Linked DNA regions of Mus musculus: region 1 is linked to region 2. The links are chromatin contacts, called in public promoter capture Hi-C maps. All regions are on one chromosome and are shown on one strand. The core of a region is the stretch at or near the end of the contact, and the rest is flanking DNA. Distances in the headings are between cores, read along the strand shown.

Region 1 (5,167 bases), core at 939-3,438, 46 kb after region 2:
TCAAGCAATGTCTGTACACTGTCTTTAACATTTATGGTGGATATTCACTCATTTTACAAGGTTGCTTTCAATCTATATTTGCTGTTTCCCATACACATACACACTCATTTATGGGTCAGGGCAAGGAAGAATACATAATTTAAGATTGTAATTTAGATTGTAAAGGTTCTACAGAGCTCTGGCTGTTCTAGAACTTCCTGTGTTCCCTTAGTGCTGAGATGAAAGACATACACCACCTTGCCCCTCGATGCATTGTTCTCTTACAGGCATTCTGTGTGTCTTCAAGGTGTATTACTAACTGTGGCTGGGAGGTCCAGCAAAAGTTCCAGTCTTTTAGAATGTGAGATATTTTTATGTTGTATTGCTACACATGTGTATTTGGGTGTGTATATATGTCTGTGTACATACTTATGGAGAGCAGATGTCAACTTTGTCTTTTTTTTCTAGAGCCATTCACTTTCTTTTTTGAGACAGAGTCTCTCATTGTCTTGGAGCTTTCCCAATTTGGCTAGGCTGGCTAGCCAGTGAGGCCCAGGCTGTCTCCCTAGTCCTGGGATTGCAAGTGCACAGCCCTGAGCCTGTCTTTTTTTTTTTTTTTAACATGGGTTCTGGAAATTGTGCTTGCATGACAAGCCCTTGCCATTTCTTTTTTTTCTTGAGACAGAGTCTTGCTGTGTACCCATTCCTTCCTCCTTAGCCTCCCAAGTGCTAGAATAATGGACATTGGCCACCATGCCAAGTTTCCATTCATGTGTTTTAGTCTTGATGTCTGGGAAGAAAATGGCAGCCTCCAGTTAGTTCTAACTTGTATACCTTTGAGAAAAGCCAACTTACAGGGGTTGGCTGGACTTGAGTCCCAGTGGCAGGTACAGGTGAGACTCTTGTGTTCCTTTGTGCTCAGTGTGCTATAAGATTGTTCCCATGGCCCGTCAGTTTTCTGTGGCGGCAGTGGCTGCTGCTGCTGCTACCATGGTCTTACTTTGTGGCTGTGGCTGCCCTAGACCAGACTGACCTTGAGCTCACAGGGATACACCCTCCCCTGTTTCTTTCCCGTGTGTTAGATTAAAGGTGTGTGTCACCAGACCTGGCCTCATTTTTATTTTTTATTTGTTTGTAGATAGAGATTTTCTAGAAGTCAGAACTGGGGCAACATCCCAAACATTATTTGCGAGTTTATAACATAGAAAGAAAAGAGAATACAAGAGGGTCTCTGAAGAATAGAACGGCAGTACAGCATCTGTGTGTTCATTCAGCGCTCTGGTGTGAGGCTAATCTTCACTTAACATGGGTTTATGACATGGATGTATTAACATTATTTTTAGCGGGATTGGGGTTTAATGGTTTCAGCTATTTTTTTTCTTGAACACTAACCTTTTTCCTGGTTTTTGTTTGTTTGTTTGTTTTGTTTTGTTTAACTTAAGTATAGATCAGTGAGTAGATACAAAGAACTTCCTGTGCACTTAACTGTATACCAAACATCAGGATGAAAGTACCCTGATATAAAGAGCTCTTGCCCCTTCCCTTATTGAAGGTTCTGATCTAGTTAGCAGTTAGGACCAGTGAGCACATGGCATGTGGGGAGCAAAGGCCAGAGCAGCAATCCAAAATATTGCTGATGTTGAAGTTGGAATTTAAAATTTTTTACTATTATTATTGGTTGTTGTTGTTGTTATTATTGTTTGAGACAAAGTCTCACTATGTAGCCCTGGCTGGCTGAGACTTTGCTATGTAGACAGGCTAACCTCTTTTTTTTTTTTTTTTTTAAGGTTTATTTATTTATTATATGTAAGTACACTGTAGCTGTCTTCAGACACTCCAGAAGAGGGCATCAGATCTCATTACAGATGGTTGTGAGCCACCATGTGGTTGCTGGGATTTGAACTCAGGACCTTCGGAAGAGCAGTCAGTGCTCTTAACCACTGAGCCATCTCTCCAGCCCCTAACCTCTTAACTCATAAAGATTCACTTGCCTTTGCTTCCAGAGTGTGATCATGCTTGGCTTTATTATTTGTGTGTGTGTGTGTGTGAGTGTGGTATATTTGGAGGTCAGAAGACTGCTTTTGGAAGTTGAGTCCCTCCTCCACCATAGGCTGCCAGAGATCACATTGTCAGGTTTGCACAGTGCTTTCACTCACTGAGCCGTGGCGTTGGCTAGAAGTGGGAAGATTTGCGAACCTAAAACAAAGCCAAGCACAGGTGCGCTGACCTCATCTAGATTGCAGTTTGCCTTAAGGTTTAGCTTACTGAAGCCGGGTATACTAGGGGCCAACTTTATCCAGCACTCAGGAAGTAGAGGCAGGTGGATCTGAGTGTGAGGACAGCTAAGGCTACACAGAAAACCCTGTCTTGAAAAACAAAGCATAACAAAAAGTTGGGGCTGGAGAGATGACTCAGTGGTTAAGAGTACTGGCTGCTCCTCTGGGGGACCTGGGTTCAATTCCTAGCACCCACATGGCAGCTCACAAATGTTAGTAACTCCAGTTCCAGTGGACCCAACACCCTCACACAGACATACATGCAGGCCAAACACCAAGCATGCATAAAAATAAATAAGTGATTGATTAATGACCTTTCTCTCTCTCTCTCTCTCTCTTTCTTTCTTTCTTTCTTTCTTTCTTTCTTTCTTTCTTTCTTTCTAGTTTCTACACATCCAAAAGCCAGCTCTTTTGTAACAGTTTCACTCCACGGATAAAACTAGCAGGAAAGAAGGTATGTTTCCCCAGTTTGACCAGCTTTCGGGGGGCTGTCACCCAGCTGTGTATTTATTCTGATTTTGATGCTTCAACCTTCCCTCTCCCCTGCCTAGGGTCATAAACAGGGTTGAAATACTTTTGTGTGTTGAAACTTTAAGGAGGGGCTGGTGCTACAGCCCAGTGTAGAACACTTTCCTAAGCACATGCGCATAAGGCTCTTGATTCAGTCCCCAGCAGGAAAGCAGGCTGTCTGGCTCTAGTAAAGTTTGGAGGGTAGCGGGGAGAGTTCCTTTCATTTGATGTTACTGGCTTAATTCCAATACTGAGACCTCTGTTATTTGAGATGAGGGTAATGAGAGAACTACACATTGTAGCAAAGGAGAAATATAAAAGTTATAAATGATCACATTGTGGTAGTAAGTAAATGGAAATTTAAATGTGGAGGATTTTTTTTCTCTGCTTACCACAAAATATGCTAATAATAATTCTAAATACTAGGAAAGGTGGTAACATCGGCGCTGGAGTTCCTGATTGGTATATGATACTTTGGCAAAGCAGGGTAGCCATGTGTATCAAGTGTATTGCGAATGTTTATGCCATTGGGTGTAGCTTGAACATTTAAAAATAATTTCTGATTGTTGGTGTGGGAGATTTGAAAGACTCATTAGAACACTTTTAAGAGGGATAGCTCAGCCAAGTTGGTGGCATGTTTCCTTAATTCCAGCACTAAGAAGGCTTAGGTGGGGGTGGGGGGGTTGGGGGGGTGATGTGAGTCTGAGGCTAGCCTGGCCTACATAGGAAGTTTCAAATTCATCAGGCCTACAAAGTGAGATCCTGCCTCAAAAAAAAGTGGCTCATAAGGCCTTCGAACCCTTTCCCATTTTCTCCATCTTAGTAAGCTTGGTGGTCTATGCTGGCTCTTATAAGGGGGGTTATATATATATGCACACACACAAACACACATATGCAGACCTGTAGACCTGGTGGTATTTTAGGATGAGGAGACATCAGGTAGGACCTAGCCATAGTAGAACAAACAGTAAGTAGTGGATTGACCAAGAGAAAAAAATATAGGCTTGGGTTTTTGTTTTTTGTTTTGTTTTGGTTTTTTTTCTAGGTACGTGACTTCAGCAAACCCTTTATTTTGTAAAAAATTGAATAACTCTCTTGTCCTAGGGTTTTTGCTAACAAAATACCATGACCAAAACCAAATTGGCTTCTTTGGCTTAAAAATCGTAAATCATAGTCCATTGAGGGAAGCTAAGGCTGGAGCTCAAATTGGGGGAACCTAGGAGCAGGAACTGGGGCAGGGACTATGGAGGAATGCTGCTGTTGGCTTGTCCAGGCTGTTTTCTTACATAGCACAGGACCACCAGCCCAGGGTGGTAATTAAGGAAACATGACATTTTCTCAGTCAAGGTGCCTTCCTTCCAGATGACTCTAACTTGTGTCAATTGTCATAAAGTTAGCCAACACACTCCCCTGTCCAGTTCCCCTATGTCCCATCTGGATAAGGTTGTGTAAATAAATCAAATGCAAGGTGAGAATTAAAAGGCTTGACACTGTGGTAGGCAGGTGTCAAGTGTTAGCAGCCTTTCCGTAAGTTACTAGGTAGCTAGGCTATGGTCTTTGCCGTGGGGAGTAGCACATACTGTGTTGTTCTCAGAGGAATGATAAATTATCTATTTAATTTTTCAGTCTGCCTCTGAGAAAACCAAAAATGGTCGTGATACATGTGAGTATTTTTAACATTTTTTCATCACTTTTAGAAATAGCTAATTCATGGCAACAGAATAATGTGAAATATCATAAAAAGGTTCATATGAAGGTCAAGACACCCACATTGCTTATGTCACCTTTGGAAGGTTCTTAGCCCCTTTGTACCTTGTAAGCGGCAGTGAGTGGGGCATGTCTGGAGTCAGGTGGAAAGTAGTAACTCACTGAGCATGCTCAGCCAGGATTTAAAGCAAGGCTATAAAAGACTAAAGTGCTGCTTGTACTGCCTTTCTTTTAACTCTATAATTTTTATTTTATTTATTTTTTTATTGTTTTCTTCTTCAAGTCAGGGTTTTCTCTGTGCAGTCCTGGCTGTCTTGGAACTTTCTCTGTACACCAGGCTGGCCTTGAACTCATAGAGATCTGCCTGCCTCTACCTCCTGAGTGCTAGGATTAAAGGTGTGTGCTACCATTGCCTGGCAACTCTATATTATTTTAACATCACTTTGGCATTTATGTCAGTCCTAACATCATGACTGGGTTATTATTCTGTCTTGTGATGCTGGGCGTGGTGGCGCACGCCTTTGATCCCAGCACTCGGGAGGCAGAGGCAGGCGGATTTCTGAGTTCGAGGCCAGCCTGGTCTACAGAGTGAGTTCCAGGACAGCCAGGGCTACACAGAGAAACCCTGTCTCAAAAAACCAAAAAAAAAATATATATATATATATTTCGTCCTGTTATTAGGAGTGTGTCTCCTG
Region 2 (5,418 bases), core at 1,571-4,070:
GTGACATTTCTTGCTTCTATGTATGATGAATTGTATTGTTGCAGTTGTTTTTTGTGTTTCAAGACACTGGATATCCTGGAACTCACTTTATATACCAGCTTGGCCTAGAACTCACAGAGATCAACCAGTTCTGCCTCCTGAGTGCTGGGATTAAAGGTGTGCACCACTACCCCTGCCAAGCACTGATAGACATTTTTTTTAAAAAAGATATATTTATTACTATATCCAAGTACACTGTAGCTGTCTTCAGATGCACCAGAAGTCAGATCTCATTATGGGTGGTTGTGAGCCACCATGTGGTTGCTGGGATTTGAACTCAGGACCTTCAGAAGAGCAGTCAGTGCTCTTAACCGCTGAGCCATCTCTCCAGGGCCCCCTTTTTTTGATAAACATTTTTATATTTCCTTTACATATTCAAAATACCAGGTATTATTTAATAAAACCATTTTTTGGTTAGAAACAATCTGATAAGGTAAAACTTTAAAAATTGGGACTGTTACCTTATATGACTGTATTTATTATGTCAAAATATGACAATAATATTTTATATGAATTTTGTTAACATTAAATCAGGATTACACAGTAAATGTATTTTTATATTGTTAGGCTATGTAAAAAAATACAATTTATTTCTAAGTTGTATTCTCCACAAAGAAATGATTTTCAATTTTTAATTTACAAAGAATACTCCAACAGGTAGTGGTGGTGCAAGCCTTTATTCCCTGTACTTGGGGGTCAGTGCTCCTAATCTCTGAGCCACCTCTCCAGCCTCCCAAAAATGTTTTTTTTTAAATTAACCCTACTAATAGAACCTTTTAAAATCTTTCTATGATATTTTCATTCCATAGATTCAACCGACAGATGGAAGATGAAAGCAATCAGTCATGTCAAATCTATAATTTATGATTCACGTGTATTAAAAGGCTAAAGCAAGCTCTCCTCCTTCTGTCAATGGGCAGCTCCGTAGTCCACTACATACCAACAGCACTGAGCATATTTGTTAATGTCATTTTATTTAAAAATAGATTGGTTTGGAAGCATAATTTGTAAAGACAGATAACCAAACAAAAGGAACTGTTGGCTTTTGGAATTTATTATTAGAAAACATCCTCAAAACTCCCTGCCAAGGCCTGTGTACTCCCTGTAGGCATCGAGGTGCAGGCCCTGGCCCTGAAGTTCTCCATCTGGGTAGAGACTATTTTATCAAAGTGCCACAGGTGAGCCCCAGTTGGAGAAAATCTTCATCTAAGTCACGCCTTCCTGAAGAATCTGAGGACTTCAGATATCACTTAATAGAATAATTTGCTGACTCTACAGATGTAAAAACAACTGTCAAAGACATGGCTTGGCTAGTCTAAAGAACTTTGCGAAGCTCTGAGTTTGATCCCAGAACGTCTGGCATCCTCCTTTATTGAAGGAACACGGTTAGGGTGTGTTTCCTGAAAGTTGCTTTTGCTAACAGGGTGGAGGGTGTAGCTGACTGAACTAGCAAGTGGGTCTCATAGCACTCACAGGACAGATTCCCCTGTGTATAGATAGCATCTTGCTATTTGTCTCTGCTCTTTAAGTCATTTAGGATGTGGTGCAGACTCTGAGATCCTCCAATGGACAAGAGAATCTACCTTTCCCACCTCCATTTTTTGAGACATGAGGAATAATTCATCTTTAGATAAGGAGGTTTTTGGCTTTGTTTGTTTGTTTTGGCCTACAAGGTGGGAACAGGTCAGGCCTTCTAGCAGGTTCTTCTTCCCATGAATCCTTACTCTGTAATGAGGCTAACACACAACTTACAGTTTTGTTTTGTTTTTGTTTTTTTGGTTTTTTTTTTTTTTTTTTTTTTTTTTGGTTTTCTGAGATAGGGTTTCTCTGTGTAGCCCTGGCTGTTCTGGAACTCACTTTGTAGACCAGGCTGTCCTCGAACTCAGAAATCCGCCTGCCTCTGCCTCCTGAGTGCTGGGATTAAAGGCGTGTGCCACCACGCAATTTACTCTGGTTGGATGATTTATGCCCCATCTAAGGAAACTACTGGGCCTTCTGCCATGCGAGCCTATTGTAGATTTAACCCATTGTACTCGGGCATTCAATGTTTTGAATATTTTTTTTAATCAAACAAACTTTAAGTTTACTGTACACTTGTTTTGACTTATGTACATTAGGTTTAATTTTGACAACAAAAGAGTATATAATGGGTAATGTAAATTGGTTTCTCCTTCCAAGCTTGTCTCTGTACATGTTACATTTGTACTTATCATTAACTTGTACTTCTTAATTATATTTAACAGTTTTCAATAAGTTAGTAACTCGCTCATGAATTATACACACCCCCGTTTTCTTGCTACATAGCCCAAGAACTCTAGGGAATGTTCAGCACTCTTGTCTCTACAGAACCTGGATTAGGAGGGGGAGCCACCACCCGCAGAGACTTTTGCACTTCTCAATAGCCCTCTGGACCAGGTTTAGTTATTAACTTCGTCAAACACATGGAAACAGCTCCGCGAGGTAAGAGTCGACTCTCTCGAGTTTCTCCTATTACGAAATCACTTCGCTCTTCTGAAACGAAGGTCTTGGCTGTGGCTCTATTTTCAAATTTTCCATGCAAAGCGGGCAGCCCTGTAGACGGTGGCGGGAAACGCCAACGGGAACTCGGTTTGAAGTCGGACTCAACGCCACGCCCCCAGCCTCCCCCCCGCCCCGCCCCCCCCACCTCCCCGCAGCCCCGGAGGAGGAAGTGGCGCGGCCACCGAGACGAGGCGGAGGCTGGGCTAGAGCGGCCAAGCCGGCTGAGCAGGGACTGGCGAGGGGCGGGGACTCGGGGCGGAGCCTCGGGAGCGGCGCGGGCTCAGGTGAGCGCTCTTCGGTGGTGCTGTCTGTCTGGTTCCTAGAGCCCTGGTGCGGAAGCTGCGCGAACTGTGGGGGCTCAGGTGGGATATCCTGAGGAGGTCCTGGGGAGATCTGTCCGGAATCTGGCCTCGGGCCGGGCCTGAGGCGCGCAGGGGCTCTGGAAGTGGGGGGGTTGGGGGGGGGAGTCGAGCGCCAACCTCGGGCTGAGACTTGAGGGGCTTGAAGGAAGGGTCCCTGAGCCAGGTTCGAGGCCCGACTCTTCTTGCAGTTCCCCGTGTGACCTTGGACCAGTCTTTCTCTCACCAAGCTTCCCGGACCGCAGCGGTGAAATGGAGGCAGGACGGTCCGCTGAGAGTTGGTACCAGTAGAGGGGTCGGCAAGGAAACCGCAGCCTTCCTCAGTTCTCTTTTCCCCAGGACATTGTTAGTGGACCGCGAGTCATGGGAGTGCATAACAGTTCGAGTGACCTTGGGCGAATCCCTTGTTTTGACGTTCCTCTACTTATGTGATGGACTAACCTCTTCGAATATCCCTGTACTATTTTGGTGTTCCTGATGCAGACAAAAACAAGGTAGTGCCCCTCTCACCACAAGCCTCCCTTTTAGGTATGCGGTAGAGAAAATAGCTTTAGAGGATGGACGAGATCTGAGCCCAAGTTCCCTTTAATTTTTAAAGCACACTTCTATTTGTTTGTCTCTCTTGGTAATTGGAGGAGCGATATAATGCAAGGGTTGGCACGCCTTTCAGCCGAACAACCACCAGTACCTTCAAGGTCTAAAATTAAAGAGCAAATTTAGGAAGCCTGACATCCTCGATGTTTTTATTTGTGTTTCAGTAGCAGGAAAGCAAGATGACTTCCCTGCTCCAAGATTGGAACAGCTGAAGAAATCACAAGACAAAATGAGAACCACAAAGGTCTACAAACTTGTCATCCACAAGAAGGGCTTTGGGGGCAGTGGTCAGTATTGATTGATATTTGGGGATTGTGTAAGTTGGCTGAAGTTATGATGTGCCTTAAAAATTACCCATATCACAAGGGAGACTGGACAGGTAAGAGTGGAGCAGTATCAGAGATCAGGGATGGTTGGAAATGAGAGCACAGGATCTTTTTGAAAAGCATTCTTCACATTCAGAGTTTGTTGGGTTGTATTTTGAATCCAGGTTTTACCATGTTTCCAAGGCTCATTTAGAACTCATTGTGTAGCCCAAGCTGGCTTTGAACCCATTATCCTCCTGCCTGTGTATCTGGAAATACTCTACCACACCTGAGTTAATTTTCCTCCTGCTTTTGTTTGTTTTGTTTTTGTTTTTCTTCTGTGTAGTGAGTGCTTGGCCACAAGTTTACTAGAAAAGGACTCTATGGACTGCATCCAAGTCCTTCCTCCTGGTTTTTTTTTTTTTTTTTTTTTTTTAATGTTCTTTACTTCAGAAATCAGAATTACTGACAAAGTGAGCTGGTTTGGTTTGGTTTTTGAGACAGAGTCTTAGAGCTCATACTGGCTTTGAACTCAGTATGCACTGGAGGCTGATCTTGAGTTACTGCCCTTCCTTCCGTCCTTCATACCCAAGTGTTGGGATTTCAGGCATGTGCTCCCACGTTGTTCTCCGTGGATCTGGATAAAGAACCCATGCTTTGTGCCTATGAGCAAGCACACTATCAAGGAGCAATCACTTCAGACCTCAATGAGTCCTTTTAAACTTTACATTTCATTTTTTGGATGGGCTCTTACTCTATAGCCTTTATAGGTTTGCAATGCTGACTAGACTGGCCTTGAACTTACAGAGCTCCTCTGTCTTACAGAGATAGTTTTGCCTACTAAGTACTGGGATTACTTAGTAATCATGCCTACCTACCTTGAATTTTTAGTCATTTACTTGTTTTTCTTCACCTTGTTTTTGAGACAATTCCTCAGTGATACCTGGGACTTGTTAATTTAGGCTAGGCCAGCTGCCCGGTGAAACTGAGTGATAGCATGTGGAAGCTCTCCCAGAAATGCCCCAAACCTTTTGTCAAATTATTGCAGTCCTCATGTTTAGTCATATCAACCCCACTATTTATGAAACTGGCCTAAAAACTTGTGAAGAATAGGCAGCTATTGAATAAATACAGAGATAGTTTCAGCAGAGGGAATAACAAGAATACAGGTATATGATATATGATATTATATATATATAATGTATATAGAGGTGTGTGTGTGTGTTTATAAGACAGATATAGCTTGGTGATAGACCTAGAAGACCAGTATCCCTATCAAATATGAAGACTGTGAGTAGGTAAAATCTCTTGTCCCCAAGGAGTTCTTTACATTATGAAATGATTAGTTGGCTGTAGTGGCTTGTGCCTGTGACACAGAACTTTCCAAGGTTGAGACAGGAGGATTGCTGAAAGTTTGAGGCCATCCTGCTGCAGAGTGTAACCGACTCTGTTTCCGAGGAAAGAAATAGGAGCTAGATCTGGTGGCGCATACTCTGAATCCCAGCACACAGGAGGCAAAGGCACTCAGTCTCTTGTGAGTTTGAGGCTTCCCTGGTCTATATAGTGAGCTCCAAGCTACACAGTGAAACTCTGTCTCAAAA

The links. Promoter capture Hi-C pulls out the DNA fragments that hold promoters and counts their contacts.
Region 1: a contact with region 2 is called in a promoter capture Hi-C map of embryonic stem cells, with 2.5 times the contacts expected there. The contact joins the enhancer-like site here to the promoter of Depdc5 in region 2. A contact is called at or near these places in 8 of 39 promoter capture datasets (the 3T3-L1 cell line, the HPC-7 cell line, cranial neural crest and 4 more), 1 of 15 datasets of contacts at CTCF or cohesin (the NIH/3T3 cell line), 10 of 484 Hi-C or Micro-C datasets (bone marrow-derived dendritic cells, brain, cortical neurons and 4 more), 6 of 115 datasets of contacts at active chromatin or transcription factors (the SCID.adh cell line, double positive thymocytes, embryonic stem cells and 1 more) and 4 of 9 other capture datasets (adipose tissue, embryonic stem cells, liver and 1 more).

The regions. Positions count from the first base shown.
Region 1 is chr5:32,907,818-32,912,984 of GRCm38.p6, forward strand. Depdc5 (DEP domain containing 5) reads left to right here. Exons shown (of 43, transcript NM_001170567.1): 18 at 2,640-2,709; 19 at 4,392-4,428. Among named protein-coding and RNA genes, the nearest start is that of Depdc5, 47 kb to the left of the region's middle. Within about 2 kb of position 2,189, at least 4 of the 459 cell types and tissues checked have an H3K27ac peak or open chromatin away from gene starts, as enhancers often do. A contact at or near this core is called in embryonic stem cells, where this site is marked.
Region 2 is chr5:32,860,901-32,866,318 of GRCm38.p6, forward strand. It overlaps Depdc5 (DEP domain containing 5), which reads left to right and starts at 2,821. Exons shown (of 43, transcript NM_001170567.1): 1 at 2,821-2,921; 2 at 3,677-3,799. The coding sequence starts at 3,742.